2 separate regions of the Sus scrofa genome follow, and region 1 is linked to region 2. A link is a contact called in public HiChIP or PLAC-seq data. All regions are on one chromosome and are shown on one strand. Each heading gives the region's core, a stretch centred on a gene start, on an enhancer-like site or on the middle of the called end of the contact. The rest is flanking DNA. Distances are from core to core; before and after follow the strand shown. Region 1 holds the start of NIN (ninein). Region 2 overlaps NIN (ninein).

The links. HiChIP or PLAC-seq counts read pairs in DNA pulled down with a chosen protein or histone mark.
Region 1: an H3K27ac HiChIP or PLAC-seq map of alveolar macrophages shows a contact between it and region 2. The contact joins the promoter of NIN here to the enhancer-like site in region 2. A contact is called at or near these places in 7 of 47 Hi-C or Micro-C datasets (alveolar macrophages, embryonic fibroblasts, fibroblasts and 2 more) and 2 of 2 datasets of contacts at active chromatin or transcription factors (alveolar macrophages and skeletal muscle).

The regions. Positions count from the first base shown.
Region 1 is chr1:180,620,475-180,626,832 of Sscrofa11.1, forward strand. It overlaps NIN (ninein), which reads right to left and starts at 1,501. Exons shown (of 34, transcript XR_002346861.1): 1 at 1,299-1,501.
Region 2 is chr1:180,553,013-180,558,620 of Sscrofa11.1, forward strand. It overlaps NIN (ninein), which reads right to left. Exons shown (of 34, transcript XR_002346861.1): 6 at 568-657. Among named protein-coding and RNA genes, the nearest start is that of NIN, 66 kb to the right of the region's middle. Within about 2 kb of position 1,684, at least 5 of the 83 cell types and tissues checked have an H3K27ac peak or open chromatin away from gene starts, as enhancers often do. A contact at or near this core is called in alveolar macrophages and retroperitoneal adipose tissue, where this site is marked.

The sequences.
Region 1 (6,358 bases), core at 251-2,750, 67 kb after region 2:
AGCCTGCTCTCAGGAAACGGGTATCAAGAGACACCAGGGCTGTTTAACACTCTGAACAAAGGGATCTTCAACAGTAGGAGCAAGGACAGAAGAGAAAACCCTGCTGTGTGGGGTCCTGGCTCAAGGCATGGCCAACATGCCAGTGGCCCTGACTATAGTTAGAGCTGTCCTCATTCCTCTCTTTTTAAACATTACAAAACAATTCATCTCCTGGGAAAAGATTAAACAAAACCGAGCGGTAGAAAGTAAAAAAGCAAAGCAGCATCAACTGACCCAGTCCTACTCCCCACAGGTAACCTCTGCTTTGGTGCAGATGTCAAAATACACACAGGGACCTACAGGCATATCTCATAGGGCTGCAACCACACTCAGAAAAGCACAATCATAAAATAAGTCTAGATTTCTCCAGAGAAACACTAGATAGAAATACTGCAATAAACACACTGTTTAAAAAATAATAATAATTATGGAAAAAGAAACTATTTCAAATAGAACACATCCAAGGAACGGTGGGAGCAGAGGGGAGGGCAGGCTTTGGAGTCTGGGCTCCACTCTTCAGGTTGGCTTCTCAGCAGGTGAGTGCCCAGTGAAAATGAGACTGCCTTTCCTGAGCCAGGATCCTTCGGTTTAGAAATGCTCAGACAGGGAGTTCTTGTTGTGGCTCAGTGAGTTAACCCAACTAGTATCCATGAGGATACAGACTGGATCCCTGGCCTCACTCAATAGGATCCAGTGTTGCTGTGAGCTGTGGTGTTGCCAGGCAGCTGTAGCTCTGATTCGACTCCTAGCCTGGGAACTTCCATACACCACAGGTGTGCCCCTAAGAAAAAAAAAAAAGAAAGAAAGAAAAAAGAAATGCTCGGATTGGAGGTCTGTGAAGGGAGGATGAAGGACAGAGGGACAGAGGGCTGGCTGCGGCAGGGGAGGACTCTAAGCCCCTGGCAACCTCCCCAATCCCCTCTCTTTAAAGCTACTATTACTCTTATAACTTGTAACGGCCAAAGGCAGAGGGAGGCAGAGCACCTGTAGGCTTGGGCTTTGGAAAGCAGAAGAAACAGCTGCGCATCGACGGGCAAGCCCAGGAGCAGGAGGGCAGCCCCGGCTGAGCCTGAAAATAATACCCAGCCACACAGCTTGACAAAGGCCTCCGGTCGTGCGGAGCGGGAGGGTCTGGCCCAGTGGCTCCTTGCCAGGCAGTTCTGGGGCCACGTGGGGAAGAGCCCAGACCCTCCCTGCCTCCCTCCTCCAGATCCTACACCACCTTCGGGAGGACCAGCCTGCCCTCAGTGAACACCCACCGCAGCAATCACCAGCTTTGCTTCTAGGCCTGTCTCACTGCCGTCTCATTTCCGGGTGTGAAGATGGATTGGCTGTGTACCTCTGTTTACAGCATCTCTTCCTGCAGTGAAAGCGAACCCCCTACGGGTCTGCGGGTCTGAGGGTCTGCGGAGTTCTTCAGTTTTCAGATGGGCGGGAATGAAATGAATAGTCTCTGGAGAGGAAGAGGAAGAGGAAGTGCCGCTGTGTCCTCCCCCCACCGCTCCTCCGCCCCCATTTAAAAAGAGAGCCCCAGGCACTGGCTTGCTACTCTTAACAATGTTGTCAGCTCCGAGTTAGAGTGGGCTCCCCACAAAAGTGGTGCTAGCTGCCCGGGTTTGCTTCCTTTGTCCCTGGTGCTGGGATATCTTGCCCTGCCCCGGGCTTCAACTTGGATTGGTCAGGAAAAAGTGTCTCAGCTTTAAAATGATCAAACTCCTGGAGCTCCCGTTGTGGCTCAGCCTTAACCAAGCCGACTAGTATCCACGAAGACGAAGGTTCAATCCCTGGCCTCGCTCAGTTGGGTTAAGAATCCTACGTTGCAGTGAGCTCTGGTGTAGGTCACAGACACGGCTGGGATCCAGCTTTGCTGGGGCTGTGGTGTAGGCCGACAGCTGCAGCTCAGATAGACCCCTAGCCTGGGAACTTCCTTATGGCACAGGTGGGACCCTAGAAAGATAGACAGATAGACAGACAGATAGATAGATAGATAAATAAATAAGATTTAAATAGATTGAAAAAATAATTGTCAATAGAAAAAAACATTTAGGAAGTAAGGATATTAAGCACTCATGGAGAGCAGAAAACATGCCAGAACAGTAAATTCTTCTAAAATTTAATTTTAGAGTTGAAGAAATGTTTCTCTTTGGTTTAAATGATTTTAAATAGAGCTTGGCCAGCATCTCAATGTCTAGAGTCAAGCTTTCTGCTTCAAAAGTGTCACCATTCTTCTATCTCCTGGTCAGCTCACTGCTGCCCCCGTGTGTCTCATCTAAACATCACAACACAGTTTTCTGTTTGGCAAATAAAAGTGTAGAAAACCTCTACCAGTCTGTTGGCTCCCGTGGCAATAAACAGTATAGAATTAAAGCAATGTTCTGGCTTATTAGTGAGAGCTATGAAACCCAGGTGAATGTTCAACAAGTCTTTTACTTTGGAAAACATCATTATACGGTCCTTTCTCTTTCTCTCTCTTGTTTTTTTCAATTCATTGTCTCCTTCCTGAAAGGATAAATTTAATCCCTAGAGGAAGTGGTAATGAGCATAGTGATGTAAGTCCTATTAATGATACCCCTTCAAGAGAAACCACATGATTTATTCATCGATGTGCATTAGATTTTATTTTATAGCTTTGATTAAAAAGCTTATGTTCAGGATGATTGAAAGTTTGCATAGTCTCTGATGTGAGATAATTTCTTTCTTTTTCTTGCTTTTTTTTTTTCCTTTTTTTTTTTTTTTTTTTACTTTTTAGGGCTGCACCTGCGGCAGATGGAGGTTCCCAGGATAGGGGTCAAATTGGAGCTACAGATACCGGCCTACACCACAGCCACAGTAACATCAGATCCTTAACCCACTGAGCAAGGCCAGGGATCCAATCCACAGCCTCATAGTTCCTAGTTGGATTTGTTTCTGCTGAGCCATGATGGGAACTCCAAGATAATTTCTGAGGTGTGGCTCAAACACACACACTTTCCTGTGCTCACCTTATACCTTTGTCTCCAGTGGGGAGATTAGATCCCCATTTTGATATGAACTAGACCAACTCTGTGGGTTTGTATTAAGCACCAACTCTTCCTGTTTCTTGCTCATCCATGTAGTTTATCTGAATTGCTTCTTGCTCTACAGAAACTGAGACCACATAGAATATCATGTTTTCCTGGATGGAATTTGGAAAACACCTTCCATTTTGAATAGATCAAGATGCTGATCCCTTATGCACAAAGGTTGCAGCAGTCTCCTCTTCCACATGGCCTGCCTGGAGTTGATGGCTACTTGCTCCCCATACTCATCCTGGAATCTCCCTATACTGCAATGGCAGCTTTGAATTCACTTCCCACAGCCACCTGCTAAAGTAACCTTCAGTGCTTCCTGAGTGCTTACTGACTGCTCATTGTTTAATCCAGGAGAGGGAGAGGGCTCAAGTTTCACCTCCTCAAGGCAATCAAACAATTTTGGTTAAATTCAGTGCCCACATGGACCTATTGGGTATCTTAGACCCACACCCCATACTTATTCCCAAAGGAGAGTTGTGAAGAGCATGGTGTGAATTGGCAGCCAGCATTACTAAAGAAGACCTCTTGGTGGAACATTTGTCATGTTTTCTAATTCCTTCAGTCACTGATCTGAGCCTCCTGGGAACTAAGGTCAAGACCAGCTTTACCTCCCTGGAGGGGAAGGCAGAAACTATGGGAAACAAACTCAGATACAAGTCCAGCATTTCTGGCTGTTTAAAATGCTCTGACCAAAGTCTTCCCTGTATCTCTGTGGTATCCAGTTTTGGCACATCTGTGGATATTTAATTCTAAGAGACGATGCCAGGCAACATCTGCAAAGGCAGCTGAAAACCTGGGCATCAGGGACTCCAGAATCTCTATAGAAGGAGTTTGGGGGTAACTATCTGATTGAATGTGGGTGCTGGAGGGAATGTGCTGAGGTTGCACTGGCATTTAAGCACACTGTTTTCATTGTGTCTTTACTGGAGGTAGCTCTGAGGGCTATTGGTAGAGCTGCCTATTGGTCAGTCTTCCAGTTCTTCAAATAATAGAATCTTTCTAGGTATAGAGACCTGGTGTGAAGTGTTCACCTTAATCAGTCTAGGTTGAAATCTCTTCAACAGAGCAGGAGATCTGTTTAACAATTTTAGATGTTTTAGAGTTGGGGTGGGGAACCAATGCCACTGAGACTTGAGGCTCAGCAGTTCAGCCTGGAGGGGTCCATTTCCCCAAGTGCCAGCAGAAGAGAAGCAACAGAAGACCTGGAGCTCGTGTGGACTTGTAGATTTGTGCCCTTGCCTCTGCCACTGACCACTGCTGTGTCCACCCTCCCTGTCACTGTCCAGCTGGGACCATGCTGCTTCGTTTGTGTATGAGTGTTGGGGGTAGGTTAGGGCTTAGTGGGAGTTATTTAAAGCTACAGGATAAATATGGCATGTCTTCTTGGATTGCTGATTTTACTTAAAGGTAGGGGGAAATGTACAGATCTACAAGAGAAATCATGATATAGAGTGTGAATTACTTGGGATTGAGTTCATCTGGAAGTAACAGAAAAATCCAAATTATTGGTGGCCTAAAAAAAATGGACATTTCTTTTTTCCTCATATTCAGGAGTCTGACAGTCAGTTCAGGCTGGGTAAGGCCTCTTGGAGGGAGGGACACAGGCTCTCTGCTTGCTGTTTGGCCTTGAGTAGCTTCCATCCTCAAAGACAATTCATGGTCCAAGATAACAGCTGGAGAAGCACCCTTTAAATTTGTATTCCAGAGAATAGGAAAGAGGAAAGTACATCCTTCAGTGACACTTCTAGGAAGTCACATCTATGACTCCCTTTATGTCACATGGCCACAACTATCTGCAGGGGAGATTTGGAAAAGTGGTCTTTTTTTTTAAAATTGAAATAGAGTTGATTTACAACATTGTGTTAATTTCTGCCGTACGGCAAAGCGATTGAGATACACACACATATTTTTGTATATCTTTTCCATTATGGTTTATCACACACAGGCTATTAAATCTAGTTCCTTGTGCTACATGGTAGGACCTTATCCATTCTATATATAATACTTGCATCTGCTAATTATGAACTCTCAGTCCCTCCCTCCCCCAACTCCCCCCCTCCCTGACCCCCCAGCAACCACAGATCTGTTCTCTATGTCTGTGAGTCCGTTTCTGTTTCATAAATTCAGTTTTGTCATATTTTAGATTGTACATATAAATGATGTCATATGATACTTGTCTTTCTCTTTCTGACTTACAGAATTAGTTTGGTAATCTCTAGGTCCATCCACATTGCTGCAAATGGTATTATTTCATTCTTTTTTATGGCTGAAGAGTATTTTCTTGTTTATGTGTACTGCATCATCTTTATCCAGGAGAAGTGGTCTTTACTGAAGACAGATGTATGCCATCTGAAATTTGTCTGCTTTCACAGACACCTTTAGCTGTGAAAGCAGGAAAATCAAGATTGGGAGTCATTTTAAACAAACTCTCAGGTACTGCTGATGCTGTTAGTCATGTACCACATCTTGAGAGGCAAGAGACATAAACCTGTGTAAGTGAGCCCTTGCCTACTTCTCCCACCTTGCCTCCTATCCCATCCCATTGTCCCTGGCTTCTTGCTGGGTCTTGAACACATCAAGCCTGTGTTCTCAACTGGGTGACTTTTTTTTCTTTGCTTTTTTAGGGCTACACCCATGGAATACGGAGGTTCCCAAATAGGGGTCAAATCGAGCTACAGCTGCCAGCCTGCACCACAGCCACAGCAACGCAGGACCTGAGCTGTGTCTGACAGGAACTCCCACACCTGGGTGACTTTGAACTTACTATTCCTTCTGGTTGGAAGTCTACTTTCAAGTCTTTATCATTAAGATCTCAGATAAGGGAGTTTCCCCGTTGTGGTGCAGTGGAAACAAATCTGAATAGTATCCATGAGGATGTGGGTTCGATCCTTGGCCTCGCTCAGTGGGTTAAGGATTTGGTGATACTGAGTGCTGTGGTGTAGGTCTCAGATGTGGCTTGGATCTGGTGTTGCTCTGGCTGTGGTGTAGGTGGGCAGATGTAGCTCTAATTCAATCCCTACCTACAAACTCATATGCCTCAGTACAGCAGCCCTAAAAGGAAAAAACAAAAAACAAACAAACAAACAAACAAAACACTCAGATAAAATAGTTTCTCTATGACATGATTTTATTTTGATAGCACTTATCTGAGTTTTTATTATGTATGTATTTGTTTGTATGATTTTTTTTTTTTTTTTGTCTTCCCCTTCTTCCCCTTGCAAATGAGACCAAGGAAGGTATTTGTCTTTTTCAACACCAAATCCCAGGCA
Region 2 (5,608 bases), core at 434-2,933:
AGAAATAGAATAAAATATTCCATTAAAATATAAGATTGGCAATGCTTTGATTTCAGTTCTTATCACCTACACAGACAGACATACTGTCTCTCTGAAGAACATAATATGTGTTCTGTTTGAACATGACAGTCTTAACAAGATATATCTGAACTCGGACATAGATTTTTTTTAGATGAGGTCTGTACACATATCATCAAAACAAGGGTAGCTGATTAGATAAGAACTAAAAGAATAAATCCTTCCTTTATCCCCTGTGAAGCCATGTTGGGGGGAGCTATTAGTTTGCAGTCTCTCCCCTGGGAGGATCCCGTGTGACTAATAGCGCCCCAACCCCCACCCCACTGCCCTTCCTCTGAATAAGCTCAGATTTCACAAATGTGGTCATAAACATCCGGAAAATGCTCAGAGTGAAGTATTTATGTTTACTCTATAATTTCCAGAGATATTTATATTCAGCTTTTTCAAAGTCTCAACCAAGTCACTTTATTAGGTCAAGTGATTCTCTTACAGGGAGTGTTCAAGCATACAAAATTTATTATTGAAAGTCGCATGCATATTTGAAGGTACCTTTTATCAGAAGAGAGTGTGTCAGCATGTGAGCATTCAGGAGCGGCCCAGACACCCGAGCTACTTGTTGGCAGCTGACACCCACAGATGCTAGTCAGATAAGAGGCAATGTAGAACCATTCTTAATTTATGACATATTCTTAAATTTTAGTGGCAGACAACAAGATACACTGTTAGTGATGGGGACTTGGAAAAGACTAAAGGGAAAACGTGTAACATCAGAAAATGGAACGTGGGATTTTCCCAGTGTGAGAACACAGCCGGGGCCTGGGGAAGGAAGTGGCAAAGGAACTCTTAAATGCATGCTGTATTTTTTCAGAGGAAAAAAGCCGTGGGACGAAGCAATTGTTTAAAAAACAAAACAAAATAAATCACCCACTGTGATTTAATCTAATACCCACCTGTGGATGAAATGGCTTCCTAGTTATTTACTACTAAATACCCCATGCCATGTAGGGAGCAGTGGTGGATGTGAAACAGCTCCTTTTCTACACAATCAAAAGACAAATAGACTGTGGCACATTAGGGATCCTGTGGGGTTTTGGTTTATTTATATACTTACTTATCTTTGCCTTGTCAAGAACTTAAATTTTAAAATTAACTTTACTTTTTAATTATAAAAAGAAATTTTGAATAAATCAGGAGTTAATATCTTTTGCAAAATGTGCATACATCACACAATTTCTAGAGAAATCTAAGAAAATGTAGAATCTTTTCGGAACAAAGATGTGACCATACACAAAGGAAAAATGGGATATTCAAGTTTTCTCGTATGAAATCTCACAAACCATCCAGATGACCAATAGAGAATTAGACTAGTTGCACCAATTAAAAATAGTTACATTTTGGACTTATACACTCACACATCCTTCTTTTGTTTAGAGTAGCAGCCCCATGGTCCCTTCAAGGTAAGGGGGAGAAGGACGGCAAAAGTAAGGAGGTCCAGAGAGAGAGCATTCCTGGTCAATAGACACTGTTGTGTTAAGTGTTTGAAAACTCCAAAGTTCTCCTTTTTGGCCTCAAGCAGGGCTTTAGAAGTGCACAGCATGGGGGAGTTCCTGCTGTGGTGCTGGGATGGGCGGTCTTAGGAGTACTGGGATGAAAGTTCCATCCCCAGCCCACAGTGGGTTAGGGATCCGGTATTGCTGCAGCTGTGGCTTAGGTTGCAACTGCAGCTCAGATCTGATCCCTGGCCTGGGAATTCCACATATTGCAGAGAGGCCAAAAAAGAAAAAGGAAGTGCACAGCAGCAGTCCACCAGAGGGGAGGTCTCCATGGAGATCCTAAGACACCCTTGCCCACCCAAAGTACAGAATGCCTTATCTTTCCCCTACTGTGCCGAACAAAGACCTGCTGAACCACAGCCCTGGGGCGAAGTTTCTGTACTTTGTGAGTGCTTTCAGATGTAAAACATTTCAGGACTTTATCCTGGCACAATTTTTATCTGTGCCAGATAATGTAGGGTTATTTATTAAAAAATGAAATTATTTACCTATAGCTTCCTTGAATTTAAGTATAAGTAATAGCTCCAATCATGAGCTCCAGAAGGGTCATGAAATGCCAGTGGAAAAAAACTAAATTATAGGGAGTTCTCTGTCTGGTAGCTGAGTAGGTTAAATATCTGGCATTGTTACTGCTGTGGCTCAGGTTCAATCCCTGGCCTAGAAACTTCCACGTGCCATGGATGCAGCCAAAAAAACCCCCCAAAATATAAAGGACGCTGTACTTTCAGTGTTTTATTTTTTTTGAATGTATATTTATGATTCTACCTGGATTGTCAAGCTTCTGAGCCATTTTCCCTTCTTTCCTGCTTTTCATTTTCCCTCTTTGGCGTCACTACATACAATACAAATGAGCTTTGAAGGAAAGCAGACAAGCCCAGCCTGCCGACAGGAGTCTTGGACTCCTGGAGCCCATGGAGAGCTCACTGTGAGATGCACCAAGAAGAGAAACTCCAGAGCTGAGATAATGTTCACTTTCCAGAATCAGGATGAACCACAGAGCGTGGGCATGGCTTTCGACCAGAAGGTCTTGCACTTATAATGAAAGAAAAATTAAAATACAAAGTCAATGAGAATGACCACTCTGAACAGGCCAGCTGCCGGCAGGGAAAACAACAGCTGTCCCCTGCCCCCAGTCTCTCCCAGGACTGACCCAGCCACCTGTGTGATGCATGACCACTTGGCACACTCAGTTCTCCCAATGGCCAAGGGCAAAGCAATAAGGACCCAAGAGGAGGCTGAAATGGTTACCCGAAAGCCTAAACCCATCAATGGTTTTTTTTGTTGTTGTCGTTGTTTTTTGTTTGCTTTTTAAAAAAAAAAAACAAAAGTTTTGGACCTGGGATGCAGGGCCACCCACAGCACATACATGGCAAGTTAAAGGAGCGTTTCAGTGATGTTCTCCATTAATACGTGATTTCATTTAACATACATTTATTGGACACCAGCCATGGGCAAAGCACTATGCTGTACTTGTTGAGGGATAAGATGGATATTGCATCATTTTTTGACTCAAACTCCCCTGTTTCCCAAAATGACATGAGGCTATTTCCAGGATGAAGAAGAAAGCCCTGCCTTTATGGTGCTGATGTTCTTATTTTGGAATCGCTTGTGCAGACCCTAGTTTTCAACTTGCATTCCTGTCCCCCTGAGTTAGCCTGGGAATCATTTCCAGAGATCCCACCCCCTTTCAGAGCACCTTGGCCCACAGGGAAACGTCAGTCTGAAGCCCTCCATGTTGCATGTCCTCTGCTCATGGGATTCCGGAAAACCCTTTGCAGATCAAGTCAAAAATTAAGCATGTGAAACCTCAGGAAAAGCCCCCTGACGAAGCTTCCCTGGGAAGAGGCAGTCACACAGCAGACAAGCACCACCAGCCCCACCGCACACCCACCTCCTTGCCTGCTCTCAATGCACCATTACACAGGGATCACAGTCAGCAGGCAGACCCACACCTGATACTAAATAAAAGGGAAGAAAAGAATCAAATGGGAGAGACAGGGAAAGAGAGAAAGACACAGAGAGACAGAAAGAGATGGAGGAGTTCCCGTTTGGCTCAGCAGTAATGAACCCGACTGGTATCCATGAGGATGGGGGTTCGATCCCTGGCCTCGATCAGTGGGTTAAGGATCCAGCATTGCCATGAGCTGTGGTGTAGGTTACAGATGTGGCTCGGATCTGGTGGTGTAGCTCTGATTCGACCCCTAGCCTGGGAACTTTCACATGCTGCATAAAAAAAGGGTGGGGAGAGGGAAGGAAGAAGGAAGGGAAGAGGAAGGAAAGAAGTAAAAAAGAGATGGAGACCTACTGAGAGAGGAGGGGTGAGGACAGAAGGTGGCAGAGAGCTAGAGGCCTGGTTGGCGGGGGGAGGGGGCGGGAGGAACAGATGGGTTGGGGACCAAGAGGTAGGGAAGAATGGAGGAAAGGGCCAAGGAAGAGAGGAGAGGAGGGTAAAGGTGAGTTGGAGAGATGGAAAGGAGAACAGGTGAGGAGAGAGATGTCCCAAGGAGGGGGCAGAAGAGGAGAAGCCAAGAGAGAATGAACAACATAAAAGTGACACTTGAAAGTTTCAGACTTTACAGGCCATTCCTTCCACCTCTCAGCACACTCCTGCCTCCATGGGAGACCATCAGCAGGCAGGGTTCTCACTGCACACTCTTGTGGGCGTACAGCCCTTTCCAAGGCAGCTGCTTCCCAGTCACCAGCACCCTGTTCCCCAAACATGCCTCCCTTCCAGAATTTTCACCTAAGTTGCAGGTGTCAACAGGAGCTTTGGGTCCTCCCTGGATGCAATGACGGAATTCTGGGAGCAGTCTCCACATGAGTTCTTATCCATCAGACTCATGCTTCCTGCTGGAACACAGGGCCTTCTGGGCACAAGGTTATAGGGTGGCTCTGGTTAGCCTTGCTGAGAGGGGCTCTTGGAGGGGAAGGTTAGCACCCACAAGGGTGCTCAGGACAGAGGACATGTGTGGCCTGGCAACTCCCAGGCTGACCAGTGTGACTAGAGGGTCTCTCTAAGCCCTTAAGCAGGTTGGAAATCCATCACCAGGAGACACTCTTCCAGCTGATGGTGATGTGACTGCTCCCCAGCCCTCTCAGGGGAGGATCAGCCTGCCATTCCCTGTTAGAAGGCCCTGCATCTTGAGCCATTTGGGGGAAGAAGGTAAAAATTCACTTATCACCAAAACAGATCCTCCTCACTCTTCAAGGTGCAACTCAAAACTCATTTCTTTGGAGTAACTGCTTGGAACAACTTTCATGGAAACTTTTTTTCTATTAATTCAGTGCAACTTGTAGGGCTGATAGCTCCTGATTTAATCATGATCATGGTCATATTTTTCTATAAGTGTTTTACATGTTAAAATCACCTACACAGCTGGTCTGAATGGTTTCCAGGGCAGCAGCGCTTCATAAAAAGAGCCTGTGGGCTGTGGACTCAAACAGACCAGGACCCTCAGTCCTTACCAAGATGAGAAGCGCCCATGAAGCTCGGTCTCTTCATCTGGATGAAGGAAAAACAACAGGAGCTCCGTGGGGCCAGGTCGCTATTCTGTCAGGTAGCTCCTGTCCTGGAAGCTCCAGCTGCCCCCTACTGGGTCCTTCCACCCAGACTCAGTGCCAATGGTGCAGAGTCAGGGACAGCCTCACAGTTCCAGGCTCCCTGACCCCATCTGTTGTGATGGATGAGGTTACTGGCAAAGGCAGTGATGCTACCCAGCCCTTCATCTCAGAAAATGAAGCTGCCTCCATCTCATTCTTGCCCTAATTTTCTCTTCCTTGTCATCGCCATTCCCTTCATCAAAAGGCCAGTATGAGAGGACACACCAATTCCTAAGACCCCCAGTAGGAGGCTTTCACTTTCATGTCCTTGGTTTGGAAATCTTCACATATGCTGGAATTGAAATAAACATACACTGGCACAACTTGCAAACAATTTTGCTATCAAAATTCTTACCAGCCTGGGGAATCCCTGTCGTGGCTCAGCCATTAACGAACCCGACTAGCATCCATGAGGATGTGGGTTCGATCCCTGGTCT